Regions from separate parts of the Rattus norvegicus genome. Here region 2 is linked to region 1. Evidence: chromatin contacts called from public Hi-C data. All regions are on one chromosome and are shown on one strand. Each heading gives the region's core, a stretch centred on a gene start, on an enhancer-like site or on the middle of the called end of the contact. The rest is flanking DNA. Distances are from core to core; before and after follow the strand shown. Region 1 overlaps Marchf3 (membrane associated ring-CH-type finger 3). Region 2 holds the start of Marchf3 (membrane associated ring-CH-type finger 3).

The links. Hi-C and Micro-C count contacts between places; a contact is called where the count stands out from the background.
Region 2: a Hi-C map of liver shows a contact between it and region 1, with 5 times the contacts expected there. The contact joins the promoter of Marchf3 here to the enhancer-like site in region 1. A contact is called at or near these places in 2 of 12 Hi-C or Micro-C datasets (hepatocytes and liver).

The regions. Positions count from the first base shown.
Region 1 is chr18:52,451,671-52,458,193 of GRCr8, forward strand. The region is part of intron 3 of Marchf3 (membrane associated ring-CH-type finger 3); the gene reads right to left. Among named protein-coding and RNA genes, the nearest start is that of Lmnb1, 81 kb to the left of the region's middle. Within about 2 kb of position 3,966, at least 10 of the 93 cell types and tissues checked have an H3K27ac peak or open chromatin away from gene starts, as enhancers often do. A contact at or near this core is called in hepatocytes and liver, where this site is marked.
Region 2 is chr18:52,583,594-52,590,116 of GRCr8, forward strand. It overlaps Marchf3 (membrane associated ring-CH-type finger 3), which reads right to left and starts at 3,704. Exons shown (of 5, transcript NM_001007759.1): 1 at 3,520-3,704.

The DNA of each region.
Region 1 (6,523 bases), core at 2,716-5,215:
AACACTGTAATAGGCTGACGAACGAGGGAGCATGGGAATGACCCAAGAATAAAGACAGGGTCATGTGAGGACAGAAGCAAACACAGGAGCCACACAGGCAGCAGGTAAGCTGGGGCTTGACTGGCAGAAACCTCCAGAATAAGTAGAAGGGGCAGAGGGATAAGGTCCAGAGCAGTGTCTGTGGGAGGGGTCCTTCCCCATGTCTGCCTGGATCCCAGCACATCAGCTTCTAGTGATAACCTCGTGAACACTGGGCTGAGATGTGGAAAGAGTCAATCTCGGCTCAAAAGTGGGCATGAATTAATATGAGGACACAGATAAGGGGGTCTACTTGCTTTTCGATATGAATCCCACGGCACATTATGAATATTTAACACAGATACCCAAAGGATCAAGTGCAAATCCATTAACCCTGCCATGGGCTGGTAGGCCCCCTCCCCCACTTCAGAAGCTTCGGAGGGCTCTCATTAACTGACATTTTCTTGCCTAAATACTGACACAACCCCCAAGAAGTGGAGGATAGAAATAGGTCATTATTATCCCAGTTCTACAGACTCTGAAAGGTTAAATGATTTCACCATGAGACACAGAGGCCAAAGTGAGGAGACAGCGGGTCAGGCTTTCTCCACTGCTGTCCAGATATTGCTACAGTAAAATATCCAAATATTTAAATGCAAGACATTGCTCAGCTTCCTAAAACCCCGGCACTCAAGGATTAGCAAAGCAGTCCCATTAGAGTTGGGTTTTCCCTGGAAGTGGACAGGAAGTCCGTGCACTCACCCCTGCACCCGCATTTACAGGAACAGGGTCCCCAGTAAACATGCTTCACGTGTGCAGAGGTTGCTTGCTTCCTTGACCACAACTTCCCTTTCCTTCCCTGGGAAATTCTGGACACGGGTCTATGCATCTCTGGCTGTCCGAGAACTTGCTGTGTAGATCAGGCTGGCCTAGAACTTGCTGTGTAGATCAGGCTGGCCTCTGCCTCACAAATGTCAGGAATAAAGGGGTGAACCACTACACCTGATGGACATATTTTATCAACACTAACATTTTATTATTTTACTTCTCTAAGTGGCCTCTGGCAATGCTTTGAGCAAGGGATGCTCTAGCTATGAAAGGAAGTAATTATGAATCAGCATTCACTTGACACACAGATATAAGATTTCTGTTTATTTATCTAATGTATCTTTGCATGTAATGACTGTAGGTGTGTATTACCATGGTACATGAGAGGACAGCCGTGGGTTTTGGGCCTCTCTTTCACCTTGTTTGAGACAGGGTTTCTTAGTTTACACGGGTGGGTACACAGGGCTAGCTAGTCCACCAGCTTCTGGCATTTTTCTGTCTGACTCCCATCTTCTGGGAGTACAACAGGACTGGGGGTGGGATTACAGACAGGTACAACTGTATCTGGCTTTATGAGGTTCTGGGATGCAAACTCTGGTCCTCACTTGTACACATGGCATGTGCTGTAACCATGGAACTGTCTTCCCAGCCCCATATTTATTCAGCAAAACAAACACACGGAGGCTTGGGAAGCAGCTCCATGGCACAGTGAACACACAACATGCACAAGGCCTGGGTTCAAGCCTTACTACCCCCTCCCTCCATAAAAGTGAAAACCATGGCATCTGTGACAGCTTGTTCTCCGTGTCTTGCAGTCTAATTGTTCTCTGATCTTGTATCCCAGAGAAACGTCCACTTTGTCTGTGTCCAATTGTACTTTATTGGCACCATTTTGGGAAGGCCCTGCTTATTCTTTGATTATATTTCAATTTAGTGTCTTCAGTTATGGGAAGTATGTGTTTTTTTTGAACCCCATGTGCCACTTGCTTCTCTGGGCAGGAAGAGTGGCAACAATCTGCTGTTGAGGAGAACATGGACAAATACCTATATAAACCATTCCAGCAGAGTTTGTAACAGAATATTTGATTGGCCTAAATTTCTAACAATATGAAATAAATTACAGAATTACTTAAAATAGTAATATCAAGTGATGACATAATCTTTTGCTTATAAACATGGTCTACTGCTGGGTAGAAAAACTTCTGGTTACAATGTATACTCTGATCCTATAATGTAGATACATTTATGCAGACATAGAAACACATTTACTAAAACATGGACTAGAGGGATACTTGACAAAGCAGTGGTTGTTCTTGGCATAGAATTATGAGATATGAGTGGTTTTAAGGTTTTATGAAATATATTGTTTTTCTGAAATGAACATGGACCATAGAGCTATATCTACACATGCTTTGTATAGAACATTTATACACACAGACTCATATTTAAGGAGGGAGGAGAGAAAGGGAGAGGAGGGGAGGAGAGAGAGAGAGAGAGAGAGAGAGAGAGAGAGAGAGAGAGAGAGAAACACAGAGAAACACAGAGAGACAGAGAGACAGACAGAGACAGAGAGAGACAGACACAGAGAGCAAGAGAGAGAGACAAAGAGAGACAGAGACAGAGAAACACAGAGAGACAGGGGGACGTGGGTGTCTAGCTGGTACACAGCACCACAGTAAAAGCACTTACCTTAGAACACCAGTGTGAACTAGAGCCTGTGGTATTCCCCACTTCTCAGAGACAGACATGGGGAGGAGCGAGTTTCGTAACCTACCCAAGGAGAGCTAGCAAGCAAGTGGCAGAGGTGGGATTCAAACTAGCCTCCACTTTTTGTTCCTTGTTTTCTCTATCAACACTTGTATTTTACACCACATGGTAACTGGGTGGTGAGCACAAGTGTATGCTAGGTTGTTTTAAAACTTAGGCAAGACATGGTAAGTCATGCCAGCTCTGTGGATGTGCAAAGCAGGGGTTTGGGGAGTATATTTCAAGTTGCTGAATGGTTGCCCGGGATGTTATCATGGTAATTCTACAAAATTTCCTGGGCTACTACTTTGATGGATGTTAATTCTTTTATCTAACCAGAATAAGGACCAGTTTCTTGGCATTTAATCTCCGCAACATTATCATGCTCATCGGCCTAATTCACAATGGGCAAAGGTTGACCTCAGTTGCAATGCCTTTGCTTTTCCGGTTCCTGTATGCCCTCTGCTTCAGTTACATTCACCCTGCACCCAGCGAGGCACTCATTCTGCAGTGGTGCCTCATCGCCTAAGTATGCAGCAAACACCAGGGAGGTGTAAGCGGCCTTGATTTTCCTGCTGGGCCTCATCTACACAAGCAGTGCCCAACAGTGCTTGCTGTACACAGGGCACACACGGTTCACATGCTGAAGCAAGGATGACACTTGTTTCTTGAGCCCTCACTGTATGTGCCCAGGATTATCTTCTATGTGACCTAATAATCCATACAATAATTTCTGTAGAAGGTAAGCCGTACAAGAGCGGCCCTGGCTTCTGTCTCGGGTCTAGCCCTAATGAGTGTGCTCATAACCATTCTCTCCTATCTTCATCCTTAGCAAAAAATGAGAGGGGGGAGAACAGAGGAGGGGGCTCACACTTACCAGTTCTTATCAGCATAAACAGTATCTGTTCATGGTGCTTGGCCTGGTGTGAGACACCACCATGCCACTGTGGATAGTGTTTGCAGCTAAATGGCCAGTTTAATCTTATTCTTCGGCTAACACTTGGTTGGTGGTTGGTTGCCTTTGAAGACCAAGGTCAGTGCTGGAGGATACTAATCTGTATGGCATCTTTCAGCTGACTGGCCCACCCCCAGGGCTGGGGCATTCATCTTGCTTTGTTTTTTCTGGTGCCATAAGAAATGAGGCAGGCAGCTGGGAAGGCTCACGTCCAATCCCTGCACTGGAGAGGCAGCAGTCAGCAGGGCCTACCAGGGGAGATCCTGTCTCAAAAGGCCCAAACAAGCAAACAAGTGGACAAACCAACCCAGGAAGCAGACTAAAATCTTTGTGTTGAAATAGCCAGCAGTGAGCTGCGCTGCCTACTTTTCTGTGGGGATCTCATTTTAATCATTAACTTGTCCCTGAGTCATGATGCTGATCTATTTTTGGAATTAAGTTCAACCGACAAACAAACCGAGGAGAAACCCAACTGTGATGAGCAGAGCAGGGCCTGAGACACTGGGGAGTTAGTGCGGCATGCTACTACCAGTGAATGGTCTCACTGGCTGACTGGGATGAACCGCCGAGGTGGGCATACTGTGGGTTCAACCTGATTACAGTGTCACTACGTTAAGTCTTAGTCAGGGCTTCTATTGCTGCAGCAAAACCCCATGATCAAAAAGCAAGTTGGGGAGGAAAGGGTTTATCTGGCTTACACTTCCACATTGCTGTTCATCACTGAAGGAAGTCAGGACTGGAACTCAGAGCAGGAACCTGGAGGCAGGAGCTGATGTGGAAGGGTACCACTCACTGGCTTGCTCAGCCTGTTTTCTTACAGAATCCAGGACTACCCAGCCAGGAGCAGCATTACCCACAATGGGCTGGGCCCTCATCACTAAGTAAGCCTTACAGCCAGGTTTTATGGCGGTATTGTCTCAATTGAGGTTCCCTCCTTTCAGATAACTCTAGTCTGTGTGTCAAGCTGACACAAGTCCGGCCAGCACAGTCCTTCACTGAAGGGTGGGTATGAGGGGATAGTAGACTCTGCCTTGAGAGGCCAAGGTTAAGTCCCCAAGCTAGGAAGAATACTTTGTAGGTGACTTTGTACCAGAACCAGATTTTGGTGGCAAAAACTTTCCATCAATTACATTCCTCCCACAAATCTCCTTAATTGGAAGCCATCATGAGAATGAAAGAAACTTGGAGAAGGACACACACATGTTTCAGAGCTGGAATTGAGGCAGAGAAGGCCAGGTTTCAGTATGCACTCATTCTGGGTTCTTGTCTGAATGTGCCCTGCTCGCTTGGTCCTTGGGAGAATTACTAATCAACTTGAGCTTCTTGGGAGAGTTCTTACTTTAGAAGTGCACACGTTCTAGGCTGAACTGCCTTGATTTGTCTGTGGAGCTGGAACATGGAGGGGGCAGTGTGACGAAAGGAGGTGTCAGACCCTTTGCATGTTTAAAAACTGGAGATAACCCCAGTGAACCTGACTGTTGGGGGGAGGGCGGCAATGGGGGGGGGGTTGGGAGGGGAACACCCATAAGGAAGGGGAGGGGGGAGGGGGATGTTTGCCCGGAAACCGGGAAAGGGAATAACACTCGAAATGTATATAAGAAATACTCAAGTTAATAATAATAAAAAAAAAAGCCTTAAAAAAAAAACTGGAGATAAGACCTGAATACCATGCTTTTTCCTTGCCTGAAGCAAAGCAGACCACACACTGCTACCAGTGTTTGAGTCCCTGAATCCCCGTGCTGTCCCTGCATGCACTTCCAGGTCAGCTGGAGCTGGGCAGAGGGAAAGTCTGACTCCAGGGAAGCTAAGGAGATGCTCACTGTGGATGCCCATGCAGCCAGGCTGGAAGTCAGAACTTATCAGACGATTGCTCAAGCCTGGGCCTCCTTCCATAGCTCTAGCTGTACACATCCAACGCCCCACTCCACATCACCACTGAGATGACTAACAGACAACTCAAATGTCATCCGTCTAACAGAAGCAGCCCAAGCCTTTATTTCCAAATCTCTTTATCAGTAAATGACAACTCTGCTATCGTACTCACTCACGAGCCTGTCTCCTTTCCGTGTCTTACCCTGCTCTTGTGGCTCCTCCGTACCAGTACTATCTCAAACTGACAGCTTCGGTCTGGGCACTTCATCCCATTCTCACTGCTGCCAGGTCAGCCTGGGTCCCTATTATGTCTGGAGATGATAACTCCCGGTCCCTCTCTGCCGCCTCACAGCCCAGTCAGAAACAGCAGTCATCGTCATCTAGAAATACCAAACACACTCATTCTCAACTCCCCAGCAGTTCTAATAAAATCCACCCTGCTGGGAAATACAGGGTCAGACCTCACCCCATCCCACTGTTCTGACTGTGTCTCCCACTAGCTTCCCCTTCAGAGAACGGACTTCACCCGTTACTGAATGGTTAACTCCTCGTCACTTAACTCCTAGCTCAAAGGCCTCTGCTCGCTGAAAATGCTTACAGGTCAGGGAGAGCGCTCAGTAGCAAAGCACCTGCTATGCAAGCAGGAAGACTTGATTTGGGATCCCCAGTGCCCCTGTAAAAGCTGGGCATGGTATGTGCTCCTGTCACCCTAAAGCTTGATGGGGAAGGGAAGGACAGGAGGCAGAGACAGGAGGATTCCAGGGACTTACTGGGCAGACTGTCAATCCAATCAGTGAGCTCCAGGGTGAGTGAAGAGACCCTTCTGTACAAACACAGTGGGGACAGCGGTAGAGGAAGGCACCTGGTGTTCGGTTCTGTTCCTCCCCATCCCATACACGTTCACACGCACACACATGCATACCACAAACATACATCTGTGAACAGCTGGCATATTTTCTACAGGGCACAGAATGACTGTCAGAAAGAAGCATCATTTCTTTGTTACTGATTCATTTGTTGCTATCCATTGCAGTAAAACCTCCTTGAAGACATTTATATTGTTACATAACACAACAACATATCACACACACACACAGACACACA
Region 2 (6,523 bases), core at 2,454-4,953, 130 kb after region 1:
ACCCAATATAAAGAAAAATGGAAAGAAAATGGTTTCAGAGAAAATGCTATGACAACCTAAAAAAAGGCAGGTAGCTCATACTATAAGGCCAACATCTTACTTATTGGTATTACCTTTAAACATGAGAGACAGAACCCAAGTATTATGCTTTTGTGGCTGCTGTTTGCTCATCTGGAATTAAGTGGGGAAAAAAACATTGTCCTCCAAAGATTGTTAAGTGACCTATCAAATGCCAAGTATTCCTCTAAACAGAAATTATCCACAAAGGTCTCTGTGATGATCCAATGATCTGGAACTATATAAGTTCAATGTCTCAACGTATCTAAATCCTTTTGTCATCAAGGAAGTAAATATTTGTGACATTTTCTGACCTCTGAGATTTTTTTTTAACCTTAATGTTAGAGAGGACAACTTCTGATATAGATCCATTCTCTTTGAAACCTTACCTAAGTGTCTAATGTGTTCACAGACTACGCATGTCAGGATCAAGAGGGTAAGTAAAAAAAAAAAAAAAACCCAATTGTTAATAATTTATAAATAAAAACTAACACTGATTTCAGTGAGAATACAGGTAAACAGTATATTTTCAACCCATTTCTGTGGGACAGCTTAAAGTAAATCTAAATTAACGTTCAGAGTGTATCATAGTGGGTGGGGCTCATGGCTGGTCAGCCAAGTAACTACAGTTTCCCAAGGAAACCCTGGATTCTGGTTAAGTCTGTGCTAGCCCTGATTACGTACATACTTCTGTCCTAGCACCAAGAGATAAAAGGAGAAATGAGGAACTACGTGTATTAGGGCTGGCCAAATCAGTCCAGAACATCCCAGCATCACGGGGACAGAAACAGGCAGCAGAGAACCAAGACTGAGGAGAGGTATTAAATTATCTTGCTTCTCCAGACAGACTTCTTTAAAATTGGGACCAATTCAGAATAGGAATGACTGAAGATTACAGGCACAGTGCAAAAGAGGCCCGTTGTTGAGAGAGTTAATAAACTATCAAATTTATAAGGCCAGTAAATACCACCTGGAAATTTCTGGATAATCAATTGTCATCTCAACTCACAGATCGTGTTATTTTATATCCTAAACACCATTCTAGTACTTCCTGATGTTCAAGTTGTCCTTTGTGTCAGAACTTGTCTTGAGTGCTTGAAAATGCAGATTCCTAAGCTATCCTGGGTCCCAGAACTGAATTGAAGGACAAGGACTGAATCCCCATGGGGCTACTCAGTTTATTTGAATGATTCATGTAAGCCAGGAGGATCTGTAATCTTCCTTTTGTGCCCTTCATCAATTTAGACATATACATTAGGAATTTACACATTTCCTCCAAATGTTTATGTAACATAAAAATGATAATACTTATGATGGGTTCTTAAAACCACCCCAGTTTATAATGAACACCACTATTAAATTGTAATTAAGAACATAGAATTATTGTGGAAAAGATCAACTGTGCTTCTTGAAGGTGTTGTCCCTATTGTTATTAAAAGTAACTATACTATTAAAGGAATTTATAGCTTTTTAAAGTATCAGTCACTTGCCAGCAGGAACTTAACAAGCTGTTATAATAATACTCCTCCCATACCTTTTTAGTCATCAGAAATTTTACGATAAAGCCTTTTTATTATTTTAAAACTACACATTGTGAGCCATTGTTACTAGTGATTAGACCAAATATGAACTTATTCCAGGGTATAAATTCCTAAAGGCGTGCTTCATTAGGATTACTAACGCAATCTTAACTTCAGCCTTGGCAATAAAGTTCTATTTACTTCTATTAAACTGTGTGTGCTCAAAACTATTTTTAGTGCATTCTCTGAAGCAAACAAACAAACAAACAAACAAACAAACAAACAAAAAAACCAAACCCACCAGTTTGTGAGATATACATGTTACTGCAAAGATGCAAATCAGCCTTGCTGTAGGTTAACTAAGAATCACTAAAAACGCTCTCGGGGATTGTGTTTTTTCTTCTATAATTGCCCCTCCTCAAATTATGGGTACAATTATATCAGAAAATACACTCCCCCTTCTAAGAGGCACCATTCCCTGCATCTCCCTCATTAAAACTGTAAGTTCCGGCCAAAATAATAGATGAAAATAGAAGTCAAGCGAAAGGCTTTGTTTGTAGCGGGTTGTTTTCCTAAGGGTTGCCCCCTACCCACTATCCACCCCAGTGTTCTGGCTGAAGTGTACATGCTATGTTTTAACAGATGGGCTGGCTGGCGGCGGCGGCTGGGCTGTAAAACAGGAACGCAGAATCTGTACTGAGTGGTATTGAACTGAGTGCTCGTAAAGTTCACGGACATATACTGACCCAGACAGACCAGACTAGATTCAGATATGCTTACACATACAGGATTAGATACCTTATAGCTAAGAGGGTTCATCTCTACAATCCAGAGGAAGTTCAAGGCTGAGTTAATCCTCTATATATTTCTACCTCACGCCCCTATCAGTCCCACACATAGACACACACACCCTCAGATATATTCGCTTGTACATCCGCAGCTACTATAAAAAAAATCAACGTTTTATATATTTTGAAAGACAGAACTATTCCCAACACCAGAGCTAACTCTCCATAGTCTTCTTAATAGGCTCTCACTCATATCAAATAAGAATGGCAAGACAATATTGCACTGAATTCTATTTAGTCCATACAGAATATAAGCTGCATGCAACTGCACTCAGAAAAATCAAGCTGCATTTATTACGAGAGGAAAGAGGAAAGGGAGGGTGTGTGTGTGTGGGGGGGATGTAACCCACGCTTAGCCACAAAGTGTCAGGTCTAACCTTGAATCCTCAGTTGTCAGTTCTTGCTACAACTTCATCACTTAAAAAACACGCAGGTGCTTTAAGGAACACCACCAAACCAGGCTGAGAACACCCAGCCTGGTGTTCGCCTCTAGGCTCCCTGCTGGTCCTAACCAAGTTCCTCAGACACACCTGGTGGCAGATGCGGAGATCTGAGCAACCCAGGAAGAGGGGCGCACATTCAAAGGCTGACAGGAAGCAATTACTTCCCAAAGTTTAGCGTTCAGCACCGCTGTCATTTTCGTCGGATCAGCAAGAGTACGGAAGAGGCCTGCTACTGTCCCCAGCGGGTCCCTCCAGTTCTCAGTCGGAACGCGACCAGCGCTTGCTGCGCACGCCGGCTCGGGCGCCGGTTAATGTTTAGGAACCACTCGCAGCCATCTAGGAACTGCTGTGCGCGCACCGAGGTGTCCCCGCGCGTCGTGTCGCCGCCGCAGAGGGGCAGGGGCGCGTCTGGGACTTAAGGGTGGCAACCACCAACGCCAAGTCGGTTCCGACGCATAGTCACGTTCTGGGCCGAGTTGGGATGCTTTGAAAATGAGAAGTTCGGGAGCCCGGACGCTGACAGAGAGTAAGTGTCCCCTGCCTTGCCTTGCCCTCCCACAGCCCCACGCTCCCACCCACCAGCACCAAGGCGGTCTTCGGCTCTCTGGCAACACGGCGCAGGGGAGCCGCTTTCACGGCGCGGCCACTCACCCTCCTGGCCCAGTCCAGACGCCAAATCCACGCCCCTGCTGCAGATCCTCAGTCCCAAGTTGCCCGGAACCGCCGGCTGCTCTTGCCCCGCCGGACCTGGGCGCATTGGCTTTACTGGGCACCTGACGGGGATCGCCGCAAGCTCGGCGGTCGCCTGGCTCAGCAGTCGCCCAGAGCGCGCTGACAATATACGGACCCGCTCAGCGAATGAGGCGGAACACCGCGCAGAGCTGACTAGGCTCCGAAGGGGGCGGAGCCCTGGGGCGGGGCCAGTCTTGAGCCAGCCCCTATAAGGCGGGGCGGCTACTAGTGTTTGACTGGCGGAGGCCATAGCCAATAGTCAGGGCACCAGGATCCTTGGAGGCTGTGGGAGGTGCATAGCGCGTCGTCCTGCCCCCTACTCGGTGTCCAATCGCTTGCTGGTGAGCGTTGGCCCGGAGACGCTCTAGCTGCCCGCAAGTTGGCAGTTGTGAAGTGCGGTGGCGGCGGCGGCGGCGGTGGCGTCTGGCAGCTCCTGCGTGGTCTGATGCAGTGGGACCCGAACGCCCCGGGAACGAGGCTGCGACCAGGAAAGGCTCTTGCTGACAGACTGTAGGAGTTCCCAGAGCCGTCGCGAGTGGGCACGCTGTGGAGAGCAACACTCGTACCTCATACCAATAGGAAGCGAGGAACTTGGCCCCAAAGGCGCCCCAGCCACCGGAGGATTCTGAGTACTCACACAGTCTGCGTCTCAAGGGTCCAACTACACTGGAAACGGTTCTAAGCTCGATTTGGCGGTTGTCTTTGAAACAAGAACTCTGGCTCAGCCAACCTCCGGGAAAGTACAAAGCAGGACTCTCCTTTTCCTTCCACAAGGTTAGGGACCTTTAGCAAAAGCCTTCTCATGCCCAAAGGCGTCCCATGCACTTCCCATCCGCCACAGTGGGTTCTGTGGCTGTCTGCTTGGTCCTCCAGGAATATCGAGAAGCCAAAACTATCCGTCTTCTTGGACAGAAAACCGCAGAGCAGGCCAGATCCGTCGGACTCTCCATTTCCCTCTCTCCCCTTTGGAAAACCTTGATTAGGATGAAGGCATGAAGCGGCTCATAGCTGGTAGTTAGGAGTGCACTGGGAGCCTTTAGACCACTGTTGGCTTTCCCCTGCTTCATTCAGTCTTGCCAGAATAGTCTTTTTAGTCAGGTTTTAAGACTACACCACACACACACACACACACACATACACACACACACACACACACACACACACACACACACGCACACGAATCAAAGAGTATTGCTGTCTAACTAAGGCTTAGAATATGAGCATGTCCTAGACTGTCTTCTTAGGGTAGGCAGATCCAATCTGTGCCTAGACCTGTACTTGTTGTGCATCCAACTTGTATTAACAGGAATGCACAACAGTATAGGAAAGGGGCCAAACTTCCTGATGGTCTGCCACTCACGTGTCCCCCACCTCCACACTCTTGCTTCCAATCCAGGCACTTCAGATCACTGTCTCAGCTCTGAGAAACTCTAAGGAACTACGTAGTCTTTCAGTACAGATGACTATTCATGTGTGAGAGAGCTGCAGGTATAATTTCAATGGCCATCTGGCTTCCACAACTTTCTCCTTTATAGCTCATGTCTCAGGAGAAGCCTCTGATGAGGTCACCAGGGAGAAGGAAGGTAAAAGGCCAGCTTTCATCTGGCAAGGAATGAAACAGCACCAGTAGCTGAGAAAGCTGCAACTCTTAGGTGAGCTCTGGCATGGGTTTGGTTTAACTCTGTGGAAAGAGGTCCATAGGCCTCTTGTTGTCAGAAGGGGAAAAATGGGACCCATATAGCCCTTAACAAGCTGTAAAAATTAGTAATGTCAAACCTGCACATTAAGTTCTGTCTTGCTTACTGAACCAAAAGACTGGTACAGATAAGAAAGATTCAATTCCAACAATCACTTGAAGCTGTGGAGTGACTAAGGGGAACGGCTTTGCCTACAAAAATTTAGAGGTAGATAAAGCGAAGAGAACATATGAATCTCTGTTCATGCTGGGACGGAGTGGGACTGGGGTGAGGACAGGTCTGGAGGAATCAGAGAAGGAGGTTCGGAAGACTACTCCTGGTTCTAGTGGTACATCAGTCAGATTTCCTCCCTGAGACAAAATACCCAAGGAAGTGTTGTCCTGGCTTACAGTTAGAGTTCATGGTCTCTTGACCTCTTCGGGCCGATGGCAGCATGGTGCTTCATGGTGGAAGCCCTAGGTAGAACACCACTGCACACTTCAATGGTAACCAAGTATAGGGGGCCTGGCAGAGAAGGGAGACGGATGGAAACACTGCAGTGTCCTTTCAGTGGGCCCTACTTCCTAAAGTGTTCGCAACCTCCTGAGAGTGCCACAGGCTGGGAACCAATCCTCCAACCTGTGTGTCTTGGATCCAAACTACAGCAAGCAGGAGAATTTCAATCTCTCTTTTAAGCCCATGCTCTTCTGTTTGCTTTCACGATTCTCTGGAAGCCCCTTCGCTGAGGGCTGTCAGGAAACATCATCTTTGACTGGGATAATCAGGATGTGCCCATGGAAGAAGAGTATTTCTTTGGACTTTTTCCATTCACACTTATGATGTAACTAGAGAAGTTGGCTATCAGTGCTCATCATGATCACACCCTGGGAGGGTTTTTCACAGGTGCTAATTGTTATTTTAAAACCATCTTTTGGCTGGTTGGCTGGCTCAGACAGTAAAGAGTATTTTGCTACTAAGCCTGAATACCTGAGATCTGTCCCTGGGCTCCCCATAGGAGAATAGAACTGACTCCCCTCAAATTGACTTCTTACCTCCACATGTGTAGCATGATGCGTGTGTGAGAGTGCACACGTGCACATGCACATGCACACACACGGTTGTAGTATTAAAAAATTAAAAATTGCTTCCTGGTTGCTGCCGCTGCAGAGAGCCCCTGGGCAGCACCCCACGAGCGAACCTGAGCCTCGGGACCACAGGTAAGACCAAATTTTCTGCTGCAAGAAAGC